2 separate regions of the Mus musculus genome follow, and region 1 is linked to region 2. The links are chromatin contacts, called in public HiChIP or PLAC-seq maps. All regions are on one chromosome and are shown on one strand. Each heading gives the region's core, a stretch centred on a gene start, on an enhancer-like site or on the middle of the called end of the contact. The rest is flanking DNA. Distances are from core to core; before and after follow the strand shown. Region 1 has its middle 20 kb from the start of Ptk2. Region 2 overlaps Ago2 (argonaute RISC catalytic subunit 2).

The links. HiChIP or PLAC-seq counts read pairs in DNA pulled down with a chosen protein or histone mark.
Region 1: a FOXA1 HiChIP or PLAC-seq map of pancreatic cancer cells shows a contact between it and region 2. The contact joins two enhancer-like sites. A contact is called at or near these places in 2 of 115 datasets of contacts at active chromatin or transcription factors (extraembryonic endoderm stem cells and pancreatic cancer cells).

The regions. Positions count from the first base shown.
Region 1 is chr15:73,440,626-73,446,071 of GRCm38.p6, reverse strand. No RefSeq gene overlaps it. Among named protein-coding and RNA genes, the nearest start is that of Ptk2, 20 kb to the right of the region's middle. Within about 2 kb of position 3,536, at least 83 of the 459 cell types and tissues checked have an H3K27ac peak or open chromatin away from gene starts, as enhancers often do. A contact at or near this core is called in pancreatic cancer cells, where this site is marked.
Region 2 is chr15:73,098,874-73,104,098 of GRCm38.p6, reverse strand. It overlaps Ago2 (argonaute RISC catalytic subunit 2), which reads left to right. Exons shown (of 19, transcript NM_153178.4): 19 at 1-2,474. Among named protein-coding and RNA genes, the nearest start is that of Gm31725, 7.0 kb to the left of the region's middle. Within about 2 kb of position 1,413, at least 19 of the 459 cell types and tissues checked have an H3K27ac peak or open chromatin away from gene starts, as enhancers often do. A contact at or near this core is called in pancreatic cancer cells, where this site is marked.

The sequences.
Region 1 (5,446 bases), core at 2,287-4,786, 340 kb before region 2:
GTGTGTGTGTGTGTGTGTGTGTGTGTGTGTGTGTGTAAGGGTCAAAGAAGTTTCATGAGTCAAAGAGTCTTCATCATCAAAGCCAGAAGCAGAGAGTCAAACACATCAGGCTGAGTCTCTGTAGCCCTGTAGGGGGCTGGATAAGAAGATTTGCAGTCTGTAGTCACAGAGCTGTCCAGCTATGAAGCTGTCAAAGGCAGGTCCTGGTGGGGCAGGCGGTTGGTTTTACCTGTCAATTTGAAGTGGGCTGTGTGTCAATGGCAGGAGAAACTACACTTGAGCAGAGAACAGGCAAGGAGGTTACTTGCTGTGACAACTTTCCTAGCCAAGACCCATGATGAAGGACAGGTGAGAGATCAGAGTCTGCCACACTCTGTCTTGGGATGTCCCTCTTTTCATCATCCCAGCTAAAGGTACCTACACCATTTGTTGGTCTGGAGTATTTGATAAGCTCATGGGCCTGAACTTACTGGTATGCTTTCTTTACTTTCATTTATGTGTATGGGTGTTTTACTAACATGTATAATATATACGGGGGATGGGGACCAGAGTTTCATTCATGCCGGGCAGGCATGCTAACAACTGACTTTTATCCCTAGTTCCTAGTAAATATGTTATTTATTTTTATGTGCCTGATGGATTGTACTGGACAGGTGGTGGCTATTTAAGATGCAGAGTTCTGGGAGCTGGAGAGATGGCTCAGCGGTTAAGAGCACTGATTGCTTTCTCAGAGTTCCTGAGTTCAATTCCCAGCAACCACATGGTGGCTCACAACCATCTGTAATATGTATATACTATATATGTATATACACACACACACATATACACATATACACACATATATATACATATATACATACATACACACACATACACACACACACAGACTGTGGAGTCTTGAAAGAGGGCATCAGATTCCCTGGAACTGGAGTTACAGAGGATTGTTAACTGTCATGTGGGTGCTGTAAACCAAACCCAGGTCTTCTGGAAGAGCAGCCAGTGTTTTTAATCACCGAGCCATCTCTTTAGATCCTCTGACATGGTCTGAGGTTCCTGTGTGCTCATTTGATAAATTCATAGGTGATCATACTTTTTTAAAAGTTTCATGTAGCCCAGGCTGGCTTCCAACTCCCTATGTAGCCAAGGATGACCTGGAAATCCTGATCCTCCTGCCTCTGCCTCACAAGTGCTGGGATTAGAGATGTACACTACCACACTCTGTTTATGCTCTGCAGGGGTAGAGGGGCGGGAGGAGGATGGGAACCAGAGTTTCATTCATGCCGGGCAGGCACTCCAACAACCGACTTTTATCCCTAGCTCCTAGTAAATATGTTTTCTATTTTTATGTGCCTGATGGATTGTACTGGACAGGTGGTGGCTATTTAAGATGCAGAGTTCTGGGAGCTGGAGAAATGGCTCAGTGCTTAAGAGCACTGACTGCTTTCCCAGAGGTCCTGAGTTCAATTCCCAGCAACCACATGGTGGCTCACAACCATCTGTAATGGGATCTGATGCCCTCTTCTGGTGTGTCTGAAGACAGCTACAGTGTACTCATATAAATAAAATAAATAGATCTTTTTAAAAAAAGAAAAGATGCAGAGTCCTGTCAGCACTCAGGAGGCAGAGGCAGGCAGATCTCTGAGTTCAAGGCTAGCCTGGTCTACAGAGTAAATTCCAGGACAGCCAGGGCTACACAGAAAAACCCTGTCTTGAAATATCCAAACTGCTGGGTGTGGTGGTGCACACCTTTAATCCTAGCACTTGGGAGGCAGAGGTAGGAGGATATTTGAGTTCGAGGCCAGCCTGGTCTACAGAGTGAGTTCCAGGACAGCCAGGGCTATACAGAGAAACCCTGTCTCAAAAAAAAAAAAAAAAAAAAAAAAATACCCCAAACAAACAAACAACCAAAAAATAAGGCAGAGTCCTTGGCAGTTATAGTCAAAGAGAGAGATGTGCTGTTTTATAAAATGGAGTCACTCAGGGCAGCAGCTTGATAGCAAGCATTTTATATAATGCGCAGTAACTAGAGTAGGGCACAGCCTGACCACCTCAGAGAGGCACCTTATGAGCGACAGGCAGGCTGTGCTACTATGGAAGCCCTTGGGTCCTTTTGCCCAAGGAGGAAGGAAAGGGTGGGAAACCATGGAAGACCTAGAAGCCAAGAACAGAGTCAGTCTGCCTCCATGAGACCCGAGAGGGCTGAAACACTGTCCAAGGCGGGCGGACCGCGTTAGAGAGGAAGCGAGTGTGGGCTAGGCTAGGCTAGGCTAGGCTAGGCTAGGCGGTAGCCAGTGTTGCCTAGAGTATGAGGGACATCAGGTGGTCCTCCGAAAGAAGGGACTTTTCCTGCTGAGAAGGACACGGGCGGAGGAGCCGTGAGTTCAAGGTAGCAGTGGCTTCTGGGGCTGTCAGTGGTGGCAAGGGGCTACCAAGGGCCCTCATAGTGTTCTCACTAAAGACCCCCATGTCCTAAACTTCACCTAGTGCAGTCCTCTGAGGAGGGTGGCTCAGAGATCACACAGGGACCCCCACAGGGAGTCAGGAGGCAGCAGGGCTCAGGAAAGGGAAAGGGGCCTTCTACCATCTTTCTCTGCAGTTTCCTCTGCCTGTTGGAGGAGGACAGGGAAAGCCTGAAAGGGGGCGTTGTGTACGGGGCGCGGGGTGGGGGTGGGGAGAAGAGACTAGAAATCCCGGAGGAAGGCCTGGGATTATGAAGGAGGCGGCTGGATTGGGGGAGGAGCAGGAAGCCTGTGTAGTCACTGCCCAGCTGTGACAGAAAGTAACCCAGGAGCTTACAGGGTCACCATGTGGAAAGAGAGGAAAGATTCCTCAGGGCAAAGTCTTCCTGGAGAAGGCTGCGGTAGCCAGTGGGAGTGGGCAGCCCCCACTTCCTATTTGGAGCAAGCCGGCAGCTGCTTGCTTCTCTGTCTAGCTTCTCCTACCCCTCTTCCACGACGTGGGGTCAGCTCATCCTCTCTCTGGGAACGGGCTGAACGGGGTACCTCTAAATGATGTGTTTGGTGCAGGCTCCTGGCAGACAGCTTCCCCCCCCTTTTTTTTTGAAGAGATGAGTAGATCTCACAATAACATCTTATTGAAACCCAGTGCTAGGTATCTTACAAAGATAGAAGAGACGAGATTAGCAGAAGGAATGATCCCCCCACACGCCTACATTCTAACACCTTCAGAGTTGCTCCTGAGACACCTTGATCTCAAGCATGACTCCGGAACGATGTAAGCCAACCTAGTTGGTGGTGAATTTCTCTGCAAACGAATACACCAGGACTCATTATCAACTGTGAGCAAGTGATAGAACCTGAATCTCCTGGATGTCCTGGCTTCTTCAGCAGGGCAGCAGAGAGGTCCCAAGGAGCTTGCAGGCCAGAGGGCAGGGCAGAGACAGGAGCAGGGCAGTGCCCGAGGAAGCTGCACCCAGACCTGCAGACCTCAGGGGAAGCAATCTCAGAGAAAGTGCCGCCTGTGGTCAGCGGTCTGTAGGCAAAGGGGAAGTGGCAGCTGCCCGGCCCTGGGCTGCGCCTCCTCCTCCACTGCTAGCTATATGAGGTGAATCAGTAACTCACACCCTCACTCACTTCTATGCACACACCCGGAGCCCTCCTGAAATCCTGAACTATTTGACTACTTGGGCTTATAGTTTTTCTTGTGTTTCTTCTTCTTTCTTTTCTTCTTCTTCTTCTTCTTCTTCTTCTTCTTCTTCTTCTTCTTCTTCTTCTTCTTCTTCCTTCTCCTCTTCTCCTTCTCCTTCTCCTTCTCCTTCTCCTTCTCCTTCTCCTTCTCCTTCTCCTCCTCCTCCTCCTCCTCCTCCTTCCCTCCTTCCTTTCCTCCTCCTCCTCCTCCTCCTCCTCCCCCTCCCCCTCATTCTCCCCCCTCCCCTCCCCCTCCCCCTCTTCCTCCTTTCCAAGACAGGGTTTCTCTGTGTAGCCTTGGCTGTCTTGGAACTCACTTTGTAGACCAGGCTGACCTCAAACTCAGAGACTGATCTGCCTCCGTCTCCTATGTTCTGGGATTAAAAGCACATGCCACCACGTCCAGTCGTAGTTTCTCTCAAAGGAAATCGATCATCTAGCAATGTAAGCATTGGTCCCTCAATTTTTTTGGGGGGGGGTTTGGGGGGGTTGTCGCTCCTTGCTGACTCCAGGTGTTCAGAGTCTCCTGTCCATACTGAGGCAGAGGCCAGCTCTTGCAGCCATCTGTGTACCCTGTGGACTGAACATACGACATTCCTGCCAGGAGACACACTCCCTGCTTTCCAGTCACTCAGCTTTAGGGACAAGGAAAGATCTTGGGTACACAGAAAGACCAGAAGCAATGACATTTGTTTCAGGTGCACAGGAGATGAACAGAAAAGACCTGTGGAGGGCTGGAGAGATGGCTCCAGTGCTTAAGAGCACTAACTGTTCTTCCAGAGGTCCTGAGTTCAAATCCCAGCAACCACATGGTGGCTCACAACCAACTGTAACAGAATCCAATGCCCTCTTCTGGTGTGTCTGAAGACAGCTACAGTGTACTCATACATAAAATAAATAAATATATCTTTTAAAAAAAAAGAAAAAAAAAAAAGAAAAGAAAAGACCTGTGGAGCAGATGTCATCTCACAGTAGAAGTCTCTGCCCCAGCAAGCTATGGCCTGGGTCTTTTTGTGACCACCCACAGGGCACAGCAATGCTGTTGGGCAAAGGGTAGGATTGGGTAGAGCTTTGGGTACCCTAGGTAACTTGACCTTTTTCTGGTCTGCAGGAGATGAAAAGAAGAAAGAGAGGGGTAAGCCTGAATTAGCTAGATAAGAGGAAACAGTTCGAGGAGGAAGTCTACCCCAAGCAACGCATGAGACTGGCTGGCTTAACGTGCAGACATTTACTGCTACAGTGTTGGAAGTCAGAAGTCTACACTGTCAGAGGCTGCATGGCAGGAGGACCGTTCTAGACTCTCTCCCAGAGGCTTCCTGCACCTGCACCCTTCAATGTAGGCATCTCTATCTCCTCTGTCACACGATGTCCATATGTCTTCTTCTCTTCTCACGAAGCACTGATCCTCTCAGGTTGTGAGAAGCTGGTGTAACCGAGATGCTATTTCCAAGCAAGTGCTGGCAGTCGGCGGCAGTGAGGGCTCCAATAATTCTTTTGAAGGGCGTGAATCACCTCACACTGGAGGCAGAACAGATGGGATCTGCTGCTGATTGGCGGGTGGGAAGCAGAGGAGACTATCTAGTTCCAAGGCAACTCTGAAACACTCGTGCAGAGGCTGATAGTCCCAGCCAGTAACTAAGGCTTCCCAGAGTTCCTGGTGAGGAAGGAAAACCGGAAGGAAACCTAGGCCGGCCCAGCGAGGCAATATGCAGGCCTTCCCCATGGAACGGGGACAGCTGAAACCTTCTAAGCAGGAAGGACAGACCCCAGAGAAGTGTCAGCAGGACTAAGAATGCCCA
Region 2 (5,225 bases), core at 164-2,663:
TGCCTTGCTTTAAGCAAACTGAATGTGATTGTGTTGTGCTCTGTATCCATTTGGAAGGAAAACTAGGATGTGCCTGTCTCTTTAAGAGAGGCTACCCAATTAGCCTTTCATGGTGGGACTCTCCTAGTAGTACACTGTAAGATACTCACTCTTAAAAACCCATCATGACATCCATCCCTTTACCACTGTGTGCACCATGCAGCAGGTCCCTCCCTCCCCAAGCTGATGAAGCAATGCAAAACTCTAGAGAGACATCGAGGCCCCATTCCATAGATTTAGCCCTTAGTGATACTAGCAAAACTCCCACCCTGTCACTGCGTGTTTTAAGCCCAGATTCTCCTAGTCCCCATCAAGTCTGAAACCGAGCACGCCTGTACTTCTAGTCAGGGGCTGTTGGGTTTTGGCTTCCTTCTCCCTTTTGGGGAAATCCTCACATGCACACTTGATACCACTTTGGGTCTGCTCTGCCTTCTCCAGATTTGGCCTCTTGGCCACTCCTCACACCCACCCGCTTGCTGGCCTCCAGGCCACAGGGCACTGCCAGTGAGGAGACTGCTAGCTCCGTGCTGTCTGCAGCTGGCCCAACATCTGTATCCTAATGTTTACCTGTCACCGAGCGGCGCTTGATAGAAAGATGGCCCCTGCAGCGGGCTTGGGCAGGTTTGGTTTTTTTGGTTTTGGTTTTGTTTTTCCATTGTCTTGTTCTTGTGTTATTTTATTGGCTTTAAATGCAAATGTTGCTATTTATTTTTTCCTCTCTCTCCTGCTCTGGTTTGACTAAGCTGATCTGGCTATCCCAATGCATGTGGTACCTGATAGATGGATATGGTAGAGATTATTTCCCCTGCCTTTTATAACTGTCCCAGTGTTTACCTTCAGGCTTGCTAATGCTTTATTTTTGGAAGCCACAGATGTAGTTTTTCTGGATGAATTGCTTTTCCTATAGATGCAGCGGTATGCTTTTGCATTGATCTGCAGGGTGATTTGAATTTTATTTTTACAAGCAGTTTTTCAATCAAATTCTATATTTGATACAATGTGTTAAGGTTAGACCAGCCCGAAGTCATGCAGCTGGGGACCCCTGAGTGTCCAGGAGGCCTTAGGGCTGGGTGGCCTCTCTTGGTAGTCCCTGTGGTGGTAGCACTGGTCACAGGAACCTGCAGGGTCCTTCAGCATGGCCCTGAACTCTTGGATTGTTACAAGGATTTTTTTTTTTTCATGGGCATTTTGCTACACAGACAGTGGACAATCCCGGTGGCCCCAGACAAGCCATAAGCAACCTTTCTGTGACCTCCCCCTGACTCATCTCTCACACCCATGAGAAAAGGAATGTGCCCTGAGTAGAAGCTACACTTCCTTGGTGTTCATCTGCCTCACTTGTGAATGCAGATATTTTGTTTGTTTTAAGCCCTTCCCTGCAGTAACCATGCTGGCTGGCTCTCACATAGGCAGAGCACACGTGACTCTTGTCACAAGCGCCCCGTTGCAGGCATGCCGACTCCTGTAAGTTGCACTGATCTCTCAACAGTTTCCTTTATTGCGTCCAACTCCCCATCTGCTGTACTCATTTGAAGTGATTGTAAACAGATTCACAGTGGCAAGAGTGGGACATTGCCTCACGTCTGCCATCCCAACACACATTTCAGTATTACATGCTCGAGTGTGCGGGCTGGGCTCTTACTCTCTCGAGCATTGTGGGCTAGCCTTGTCTCAACACTCTGACAAGAAGTTCTCCCTCTCTATACAGGACAGCATGCTCTTTGAGACCTGAAGGCTTGAATGTAACAGATTAGTTAGGAGTCTTTGTGGCGCTTTGGTCTGTTTAGTTTTCTTGTGATCTGCAAGGCCCCCCAAAAGTATGTCCTTCTAGTTCCGTGTGGCCTTTGTCAGCATGGACAGCATATGAATAGCCCAGTCAGTGTTAACAGGCCATTGCTACATTCTTTGGTCAGCCCCTCAACTTAAAGTTGTGAGGTCACTGCTGTGTCAGACTGTCATTTGTGGTCCATCCATGGGAGACCTAAAGCCTGGTGCAGCCCTTTATGCCATGTGACCTTGCTGGGACCTAAGTACATGGTCTGTTTAGCCCCACGTGGACTGTCTGTAGTCAGGGTGCCCAGAGTCTGAAACAAAAGGAATTATTACACTCAAACCGCGGGGGAGGGGGGTACTGGGGACGGACGGACAGACAGACAGACAGACAGACAGACAGACAGACAGTGCCATTGCAGACATTGCAGAGCCCTCCCTCACCTTGTGTCTTTGGATTTGTTCAGCCATTTTATTTGTCTCAAGTTGAATGTACCGGCTTAGCCAAATCACTACAGAAGGTGGTTTCTTTAAACCTTTTAGACAGATGCATAAAAGCTACCTCTGACTTCTCATAGATTTGTGTTTGCTCTGAAGCATCGCTATCCACACTGAATATAGCCAAAATATCGCCTGAATAAACCGAGTTACGAACTCCTCTGTTCAGTTCTGGCTTGAAAATGTGTGAGTGCCATACTGTGATCTGGGGCCGCAGCTCCTCTGCTGCCACTGACCCAGGGACTCCTCAGCACCACCCAGCTGCAAGATCCTAGCGTCCGAGAGGCTGGTAGACTGGCTTCTCTGCATGGGGAACGTGCACCCTCCAGGCTGGCGGGCGTGACTGCGCAGGGCCGCGTGCGGCTGAGCCTGGAGATGGTCTGTTCCTGCCTGGCTTTGCTTTCCTGTTGAATCGTGTAAGAAGGCATCTTTACCCCTGCTTCTGAATGGATTGAAAGTGGCTTTCCTGCTCTCTCCTCCCTTTTTGTACACTATAAACTCATAAAGGTGCTTCAACACCGACTCTTGTGCAGATAATGTAGTTAAGCAGTTGCATGGATTCAGATAGTGCAGGCACAGCTGACCTTGGGACCCTGGTGAAAGTGAAGGACTGAAAGCCCTGCGCTCCATTTGGAAGGAGCAATGGGCTCTGCTTGACTAGAAGGTCCCTTTAGTGTTGGCAGAACAGAGATTTGTCATGGGGACCTGCCACCTCTGACCAAGCTGTCCTGTGGCTGTCTGCTTTGCTGTCCAGGAGGTCATCCTCTTACATCATGGCTCCACCTGCATCTCCTTGGCCTCTCCACCTAAAGTTTCCTTGGAAAGTCAGCATAAGATCCCAGATTTCCCTGTTTAGCTTGAGGGACAGATGGACAGTACCATGAAGGGACAGATTGACAGTGTCGTGAAGGTCGGTGCCTGGGGATTGGGCTGGGCTTAGGGGAGCTCTTCTAAAGGTTGTCTCTGCGCCCTCCCCAACCTCCCCCACATACACCCCCATTGTATTGTTTTGGGGGGTGTCATCTTCCATTCTTTTGACTTGGACAGCTCAGTACCCTTAAGAGCCCTCACATATTTCTCTGTGTAGAGAACCTGAGGCGTGGAGGGTGGTGGGGTGTCTGCAACACCCCTGACCTGCACCCCAGGTTACTTAAATCCCCTGACTTGGCTGGAATTTGAAAATCCAGGGAAGCACAGGGTGCTAGATATGTTACACTTAGGGTCACACCCAGGTGCCGTGGTGTAAGCCACAGCCCTCAGGGCACCAGCACAGAGGCAGCCAGCCTCCCCACTCGTGACATTTGGGAAGGATACTAAACAAGCCAGAGCCCTGGCCGCTGCAGTATTCAGCTAACACTTCTTTTTCCCGGTTGAAAGGAGAACACTATTTGAAACCTTCTAATGCCCTGGTGGTTCTAGTTCCTCCGTTCCTGAGGGCTAAAAGGTTGAATGAGCTCCTGTTTTGCTTAGAGCTGCCTTTATTTGAGTCCATTTAAAGGTGAAGCACGGGACTGTCTCCTCTCCCTGAGTCACCAGCAAGTAGGTGCGGAGACCCTTCTCATTCAGTCCTTTCTGTATCTTCAAGCGCCCCAACATCAGTGGGATCACGAGAGCACCCACATCAGCCATCAGTGGAGTCAAGTATACATATGGGGACAGAAATTGGCAAATTTACAGGTTGTAATGGCCACTCCAGCCTGTGACAGGGCAGGCCCTCCATCCTGCACAGCAGGTGGCCTCTGTCCTACCTCCAGGCACTGGCTTTACTATCTGGACACCTAGTTGAGAGCCTTGAAAGTCTGTTCTTGGTGTCCTTTTAGAATCATGCTGGGGCTGGTCGTTAGTTGACCCTGCCCAGAAGCTGTCAGCCCTCAGCTCTTTCTTGCAAACTGTGATGCCACCTTGTAGCCTACGGCTGTGGAGCCCCGTCCTGGGTTCTTTGTGCCCTGAAATGCAGGTGCACCTCTGCTGGGGGTTGGTGGGGCACTGGCAAAGGCTACTTGCTGGCCTTGTGTTCTCTGCCCCTCAGCAAGACTGTCTGTTGTAGTGGAAGTAGGTTTAGAGGGATTTGGAATCATGTCTTTGTGAATCGAGTGTGACGTCATCAGGGGTACGGTGCTACTTGGTCCTAATGTTTTGGAATGCTTTTCCGTCGTTGTTACTCCATTGTTACTCTCTGTTCTATGACACTGAGGGAGACTGCTCACTTAGGTGTGGTGTCACATAGGACTCCAGCTTTGATGTGCTGTGCGGGTGGTGTGATTATCATCTCTGACCTTCTGAAGCCAGGGGTGGTACCCATCCCTAGCTCAGTCTAATTAAATCTTTCCTCCCTGTCAAGTGATTGCTTTGGGTGGTTTTAACAGGAGTAGTCCAGTCTGGATATTCTATTTTCTTAATTACATAGAAAAGGCCCGTGCAGCACTAGCTGCAGACAGATAACACATTTAACAATTTTGGTTCCTCTTCAAAGCCAAATAGACCTATGTTGATTAAACTCCAAGAGGGTACAATTCAGCATTAAATTAAAATTTGAGTTGTGAATTTGAGAGGGAATTTCAGTATAGTTGATAAAGTTAAGTGGCAAGTGAGTATTTATAAAAGTTATAAGAGAATAATTGTAAGTTTCTGTACAACAATTTGGCTACTGCCTCATAAATACAGGAAGAGACCGTAGCCCTGAATCCGACTCTCTCACCTCCCACATACCTTGGACTACCTGCCTAATATGTATTTGAGGGGGTTTAACCCTTGGTTTTATCAAATTTTCTAGTTTTATTTTATTTTTATAAAATAATTGAAAAAGAACCAAAAAGGAATCCAGAAGTTCCCCAGTGGCTCCTCCCCCAGTCTTAATCCCCTCCCCCCCACACACACACACACACTCAAATGTTTTAGAAGACATTTTGAATCAAAAT